Regions from separate parts of the Mus musculus genome. Here region 1 is linked to region 2. The links are chromatin contacts, called in public HiChIP or PLAC-seq maps. All regions are on one chromosome and are shown on one strand. The core of a region is the stretch at or near the end of the contact, and the rest is flanking DNA. Distances in the headings are between cores, read along the strand shown. Region 1 overlaps Ptprn2 (protein tyrosine phosphatase, receptor type, N polypeptide 2). Region 2 overlaps Ptprn2 (protein tyrosine phosphatase, receptor type, N polypeptide 2).

What was found. HiChIP or PLAC-seq counts read pairs in DNA pulled down with a chosen protein or histone mark.
Region 1: a contact with region 2 is called in an H3K4me3 HiChIP or PLAC-seq map of embryonic basal ganglia, with 2.8 times the contacts expected there. The contact joins two enhancer-like sites. A contact is called at or near these places in 3 of 39 promoter capture datasets (cranial neural crest, hippocampal neurons and stem cell-derived epiblast-like cells) and 1 of 115 datasets of contacts at active chromatin or transcription factors (embryonic basal ganglia).

The regions. Positions count from the first base shown.
Region 1 is chr12:117,256,100-117,260,134 of GRCm38.p6, forward strand. All of the region lies in intron 21 of Ptprn2 (protein tyrosine phosphatase, receptor type, N polypeptide 2), which reads left to right. It overlaps Gm5441 (predicted gene 5441), which reads right to left. Exons shown (of 3, transcript NR_044987.1): 2 at 3,915-4,035. Among named protein-coding and RNA genes, the nearest start is that of Mir153, 7.3 kb to the left of the region's middle. Within about 2 kb of position 1,477, at least 71 of the 459 cell types and tissues checked have an H3K27ac peak or open chromatin away from gene starts, as enhancers often do. A contact at or near this core is called in embryonic basal ganglia, where this site is marked.
Region 2 is chr12:116,821,935-116,825,731 of GRCm38.p6, forward strand. It overlaps Ptprn2 (protein tyrosine phosphatase, receptor type, N polypeptide 2), which reads left to right. Exons shown (of 23, transcript NM_011215.2): 4 at 2,383-2,485. Among named protein-coding and RNA genes, the nearest start is that of Gm31336, 67 kb to the left of the region's middle. Within about 2 kb of position 1,582, at least 4 of the 459 cell types and tissues checked have an H3K27ac peak or open chromatin away from gene starts, as enhancers often do. A contact at or near this core is called in embryonic basal ganglia, where this site is marked.

The DNA.
Region 1 (4,035 bases), core at 227-2,726, 430 kb after region 2:
ACCCTGACCCCTCACAAGTCCTCTTAACACCCTCCTTAAGACTCAAAATGGGTTGCAGGCCTAGGATATGGGTCCTAGGACTAGACTAGAACCTGTCCCTCAAGAGGACTTCAGGCATTCCTGGGCTGGGTTTTGAACATTCCAACCCGATACTTGGCCCACAATAAGACTTTCTATATCTATAATGACTAAGCAGTTGTCTTGTGGAATTCAGACCATTGAGGGAAAGGAAGCCAGGGATAAAGTTAAAGGAGCAGGCTCCATCACTCCTGGGGACCTGCACCCTGAGAACCCCAGGCAGAGATGCTGGGAAGGCCCAGCTCCTGCCCGCCTGCCTTCACCTTGTCCCTCCTGACTGATTCATTCTATAGGTCTACGAAGCACAGATCTGAGTAACTCAGTTACAGTCTTGCTCATCTGTGAACCCTTGAGCCTGCTAAGCTGCCCTGGAGTCACTTGAGCCACTCCCCACCCCCCACCCCCCAGGCTCTGGCTTCCCCTGCTGCTCTCTGAGCCCCCCCCCCCCCCCCCCCCCCCCCCGCTAAGCTACTTGCAGGAATATGCAAAGACAAAAGCCAAGCACAAAGCAAAGGCCCTGTTGCTTGCTCACAGCTTTTAGGGATGTTGTTTGGCAGAGCGTCTTAACACAACCTTAGCATTTTTCTTACAAACTTCTTTCTCCTTATCTATGAATGCTGCTCTGGCTCCTTGGAAACATCTTTTCTCTTTGCGAACGTGCAGTCGCTGATGCCTGGTGCGGGGGGTAGCAATCAACAGGACTCACGTACTTTTTCTCTTATCGCCCATCCTGTATTTGCTCTCATGAACATAATATTTTCCTTTTGTTACACCAAAATCCCCTCAGAATGATACAGACAATTTTAGCTAGATGTTTTCTTTCATGGCTATGCTTGCAGGGTGCTATAAAAAGCTCTTTGGCAAACATTTCATACAGAAAGATGGCAAACAGCAGGGTGAGCTCTTAAGGTACCAGCCAGCGTTGGGCCTTAGTGGGGAACACTGGGTTGGCGTGATCTGGCATGGAGTTTTAGTGACTCCATTCACCTCCTAGAGAAAGAAGCAAGGGCAGTCAGTTGGTCAGGCCCAGGGGGTGGGCTAACTGTCATCCGTAGGCCCAGGCCTGCCATTTGCTAGGTCCATTCTACCATGTAATATCAGATTCCATTTAAAGTGCGGGCTCTGTGCTCACAATGCAAGATCATCCATGTGGAACTGGTCGGAGCCAGCAGGCTCCCTGTTCTCTAGGATCCATCACCAAAACTGACCTGCTCCCCTTCCCCAGGGGTCTGCAGTGTGAAATCCCCTGACCTGGGGCCCGGCTGGGGTCTCGAGAGAGATCAAAGGGCAGGCGGCTCCTCGCAGACTGAGGTGGGCCTTTCCCAGGCCGCCACCCCTAGAGGCCGCTGGGGTTTTGTCCTGGGCGGCTGGGGTGCCTTTGTCTGGCCTGAGAAGCTGGAGGCCCATGTTGCCAACCCAGCGTTCATCAAATGATCAGAGGCCCAAAGACCTGGACTGTAGCCTTTCTTCCCAGTTCCCTTTCTTAAAATAAATGAATTGCAGGACCAGCAAAAAAAAAAAAAAAAAAAAAAAAAAGCCTTTGCAAAGCTGGCCTGTGCAGCGGCGGCGCTGTCCTCAGAGTCCTCCGCCCTGTGCGCCCAGCTGCACCCAGCGGCTCTCATTCACGCAGCCTTTCAGGGATTAAGGTCCTCAGGCCTAGCACAAGGGCTAGAAGAATAGAGCTGGAATAATTTAAGTTCTTTCCGCGCTGTCTGGTTTGTTAGCAAGTAGACAATGATGCACTTGGAAATCAAAGTAAATGGACCCCCGCGCTGGAAGGGCCAAGCTGCACATAGGTAATAGGGTCTGGAGATCACAGATGTATGTTGTTGGGTGCAGCAAATGCATCTTCTACTGGGAAGAGATGCATGGGCCTCTCCCGCTGAAGTGTTTGGCTCTCACCGGGCCCCGCGTGCGTGTGTTTCCACCCGTGCTGCTGCTGCTGCCTAAGTTCCTTGTGCTTTCTGCGTTTCTGTTCAGCCTTAGCATCCCCTTACTCGGGGCTTCTTCCTATTTCCTTATGAAGTTGGAAAGGCCCAAGCTTCCATGGCTGAGTCACCACAGCACCCGGACCCATAGAGCTCTGGCATTAAGGATCACTCAGGCAGGGCCAACACAGGCACACAGTGCAGGACTGCAGGGCTTTGGCAACATTCCTAGAAGGAGTTTGGAAGAGGAAAGGGTCCCTTGGCCTCCACACAAGGCACAGACCTGCTTTGAATAGAGACCATCAGCCAGATCTCCCTGAGCCGTGGCCCTGCAGCTCTAGTACAGAGCAAGGCAGGTGCTTCTGGACAGGGTGGAAACTGTACCTTCCAGCGTGGTTCTCCGACCTCCATGTCCTGCACAAGCGTGCATCAGAATAGGCTTACACTAGCACACACTGCTGGGCTGTGAGGTCAGCCAGTGTGGATGGGATAACTGGCTATGCGGCACCAGGCTCCTCCTCAACAACCATCTCTCCACCCATTGTCACGACCTCCAGGGTGCCCTCTTTTATAAGATGTGCAATTTGTGACTGGCCTGAGTATCTCATGCCTGGGGAAGCCTACTCTCTTCACCCTTATACACCTGGCTGACTTCCCCTTAGCACAGTGTTTTTATGTTCCCCTTCAACAGACTAACCTAAATCAGTTACAGAGCAGGCCACGTTTGGCTCATCTATTGACAGGCACTGGTCAGTTTGTAACGTGCACAATCTGCTGGAATCCCTGTTTGGAACTGTTTTGAGTATGTATCTAGGAGTGGGATGGCTGAGTCAGGGGCCACCATGGCTGTCCCACCCTACAGCACAGGGTTCCATTCTGCCCACACATGCTGTGTGCCATTGCTCTGCTGGGTTCTATTTTTCTAATGTATTTACTTTCAAGTTTTATATTTGATAAATATATATTGTATGTTATATGCTGAGAAAATTCTCCCTCACCCTCCTACCCTCTTTTAGTCTCCCCACCCCATTAGTCCTTCCTGTTCCCCTAGATACCTCTTCATCTACCTTCATGTTAGACATGTGAGGGTTCATGTATGTGTAGATAGATAGATAGATAGATGGATAGATAGATAGATAGATAGATAGATAGATAGATAGATATAAAACCATGGAGCCACCAAGGAGAGAAAAATCAGTTATTTTTCCCAGCCTGGCTTCATTTACTTAGGATCATCTCCAGTTACATCCATTTTCCCCTCAAACAACAACAGGACTTCATTTTTCACTAAGGCTCAAAAAGTGAGGTTGTGAATTCTGCACTGTCTTTGTCCATTTCTCTTGATGGACACCTGGGTTGGTCCCATAGCTGAGCTAGTCTGAATTCTGCTACAGTAAAGACTGGTGTACAAGTATCTCAGCCATGTGTTGACCTGGAGCCCTTTGGGGAAGTACTGAGGGGTGCTGAAACTTAGTTTCTCTCTCTCTCTCTTTCTTTCTTTCTTTCTTTCTTTCTTTCTTTCTTTCCTTCCTTCCTTCCTTCCTTCCTTCTTTCTTTCTTTTGAGCAACCTCTATGCTGGCTTCCACAGTGGCTGACTAGTTTACGTTCTCATTGGTAACGCATGTGGGCTCCCCTGCACTTGCCAGCATTTGCAGTTACTTTTTTCTGTTTGGGGTTGTAGCCCCTTGGTATGTATGATGTCATCACATTGCAGCTCTGCTCCTGTTTCCTTCCCAACTAGTGATGTTCAACATCTCACAGGCTCACTTGCCATTGGTAGATCTTCTTGGGGTAAATGGTGGTTCTGCTCTTTGCTTGTCTGTGAGTTAGAGCCACTTGTTTTGTTGTAGGAATTCTTTCTATATTATGAATTTTAATCGCTATCACATGTGTGGCTAGCACTTTACCTTTTTCCATGTAACGGGGTTTCCTCATTGTCTTTGCTGTATTCTTTGTTCCACAGAAGAATTTAATGTTTCGTTTATCTCTTATAATGTTTTCTCTTTTAAGATGTCTTCTCCCAAAATC
Region 2 (3,797 bases), core at 332-2,831:
TCTGATACTCTTTGGTCTTTATAGGATGAGAGAAGTAGTTGTATCTGGAGTTTTTTTGCCTGCACCCAGGGCATTTATGGGTTGGTGTCTTTAGCTCCACATCTGGTCACTTGGAGAAAGGGCATGAAGCTTTGCTGTAGGCTCCTTCTTTACCTGTTCTCTCCACCCTTGGCCCTCCATATCTATGGCTGCTAGAGTTTGTCAATGAATGAAGAGGAGACATTAAGTCTACTTTCCTGCACATGGTTCATCTTCTCAGTTTTAAGCAGATGGGTCCTTTCTTCTAGGGTACTTTGTTTCTTTGGTAGTTCAGCGTGATGCTAAGTCAATTTTCTTTCCAATATATAAATACTTTCTGCTCAAATGAAAGCTTAGAAGTCTGGGCTGGAGTCCGGATCCCTTTCAGACTGCCTGTGTAGCTGACTGCACCCTGGCCATCATGCTCCTGAAGCCCTGCCACAGAGCTCAGCACATGCAGTACTGTGTCCAAGTAGTGTGCTCTTTAGACCCAAAACATGTGTGCTTGAGAGTGTGTGCATGGACTTACGGGTCTGTATGTGTAGGTGTCCATGTTGTGCATGTGTGTGCATAGGAAGCCAGAGGACAACCTTTGGTGCTGTTTCTCAGGAGCAACCTCTGCTGTTTTTAAAGATGGAGTCTCTCATTGGCCTAAAACCTGACTGTTAGACCGACCAGTGAGCCCCAAGAATCCCTGTTTCCACCTCCTTAATTCTGGGGTTCCAAGCATGTGCTCTCATGCTCAGCTTTTTAAATGTGGGTTCTGTAGATCAAACAGACCCTTGAATATGCAAGCTGTGCACTTTACCAACAAAGTCATCTCCCCAGCCCAGAAGATGCCATGTTTAATGACATTTTTTTCATGCAAAGTTCCTTTATGGTCTCAAGTTTCTGTTGCCTGATAAATATTAATCGTAAGACTGTCCTTGGGGAATAGCATGTTTAAAATATGTGTATTTTTTAAACCCAAAATGCTAGCTGTTGGGCTAATATTGCAAAGTGCTTTCCATTGAGAATTCCCCTGGGAATGGACAGAGGGGGGGCTCAGAAGCATGCCTGGCCAAGAACCTGCTTTTCTGATGCCTTCACTACCAAGCATTGCAAGCTACATAGATTGGTCCAAATTCCCTGCAGTGACTTTCCTTCCACAGAGAGATGCTCTGAAGGACCTAGGGCTGAAACCGGAGTCCTCCTGGCATTTTCACCATTGGGCCTCTGGGGACTTAGGATGTGCCAGCCATTTGATTCTTGCCATCTGTAAGCTTTAACAATTCATATTTGCATTAAAATGTTTAAATATGTTCATGAAAACCACTTCTCTATACTTTAAATTTCATCCAGAGTATATGCTCTAGGCTTTATTACCATACTAGTCACACATTCATATGTGCACACAAATATGCACACATACACAAATATACCTTCCCATGCATACACATATACACTCATATGCATGATCATCACATATGAACACATATACATACACAGTCACATGTATGCAAACGCATACATACACAGAGCTGTCCTGACTTGAAGGCTTTGTAACTTGTTTTTTGCACAGAGCATAAAAATATACCTCTGTAATTATGTGATGCTTAGTGATTAGATAATTATGGATAATTGCATGGGGTAGCTCTAAGTGTGAAAGCGTTACCGTAAGATCTAAAATGTACAAATTGCATAATAATTATTCTTGGGAGTTATTTGGTAATTCTGAGAATAATTATCATGTGATCCACAGTGCATGTAATTAATGCACAATTGCATGGATTTTTGCCTTCATAACTGCTTCCCCTTGTTATAAAGCTCTTTGTCACAACATTTGAGTGTAAATATAATGTAATTGGCTCTGAGATTTAGTACATTAAATCCACAGTAACTGCTTCACAAGAGTGTAACCCTATCCAGCCAAACGCTGGGCTCTCAGGCAGGATGGGTTAGGGAAAACATTGTTCCAATGTGGTATGGCAACTAGGTCAGCACAACAGTGGGTGTGCCGAGCAAGGCAGTATGGCAAGTAGGCTGGGCAACGACATGCATGTTGTTGTTGGGGGCCTCTTTGCTGCCGGTGAACCTACCCAGGTAGACAAGGTCCATCTTCTGTGTTAGACAAAAGCCTCTCTCAGTTTCTGTTTCCTTTGTCTCCCAGCCACAGCCAACACCCGTTGCACCTATTTTTAAAGCAACAGAGCAAAGCACTGACTATCACTTGTGTCTGGAGATTTAAGAAAGATAAAGGAGATCTTACTCAACCTCACAAGGCCCCCATGGTTTTCTGGAAGAACAGGGACCTGTAGGAGTCTGGAGTAAGAGTTTAGCCACATTTGCAAATTCATGCCTCAGGTTTTACTCCTTTCCCTACAGGTTTCACGTGGCAAGATGACTATACCCAGCGTGTGATTGCCCAGGAGCTTGCAAACCTCCCCAAGGCCTACCTATGGCATGGGGAAGCGTCCGGCCCAGCCAGGTATGTGTGGGCATGACTTGCCTCTTCTTATTCCCGGACGTAGCTGTATCATTAAGTTTGGCTACTATTAGCATAGGGAAGCAACTCCCACCTTTTGGGTGTAGAATGGATACCCATGAGGAAGAGGATACCCAAGAGAAAGAGATGCAAGGCATCTTTATACAGTGGAGTAACCCTGAAATGTGGTGCCTTGGACACTGAGAGGCACACTGTGGGTCTTTTTTGTACTTGTCCCTGAGACCCCAGAAGAGCTCTGCACCTTCAGAGCCATAGTCTTGCAAAGTAAGGTCAAGAATTCTGGTTTCTTACTAGCAAATTGTGTTAACAACATTGCAATGAGCAGGATTAATTCAGAAAGTCGTGATCTTTCTTTCCCAAAGCCCAGCAGCCTGTATTGAGCAACAGTGTGTTCTGTACCATCTCATTCACCTGAACTTACAGCTATAGGGTGATGACCTGGGAGTCCCACTTCCAATAGATCATGAAATGGGCAACATTGCCCAAAGAGAAATTACTGCAAGAATGAGCTGGACTGGTATGCTGTATTCTCGGACCTTTGGAACCTTTCCCAAAGGCTTAGTTTACAGGGTTCATTGTTTCCCTAAGCAACAGAATTCATTCTCTCTCTCTCTCTCTCTCCCTCTCTTGTTCTTGCTCTCTCTCTCTCTGGAATTTTTTACATTATATTTATTTCTGTGTGTTGAGGAGGCATGCATACACATAAAGAGTGTGGGTGGGGTTAGAATACAATCTGCTGGGCTAGTTCCCCCATCCACCATGTTGTTTCTGAAGATAGAATCACATCCTCACAGGGCACAGCCAGCACCTTGACCTGCTCGTCCATCTTACAGTCAGAAAACTTGAGCTCTAGTAGCTGTTTATTAAGCATATTCCACAATCCAGTCAAAACCCTTTTTCTGTCACTAACCAAGAATTTGTTCTACTATTTACCAATGTTCTAAGATCAGTCTTACAATAAATTATCTGACCCATTTCCTGAACACCTTTGAAAAGGCTTCTAAATAAAATAATTATGTTAAATCATATAAAAGTTTCTAGCACAAGTGTTTGGCATATTGCAAAATTAACCATAAACATTTTTGTGCTAGTTTATTCTCTCATCAGTAATGTGTGACATGAGACAGCTCTATTATCAGATACCTTGGCAGGCAAAAGCCATACTGTTCTAGCTACATCTCTTTGACTATTGTCCATTGAACACTTGATTTGTTCCTTCATCTTTCTTGTTTTGCTTCCCTAAGCTTCCCTGTCCGACACGGAATACTCTTGAACTGAAGTTTCCATGTAGTAA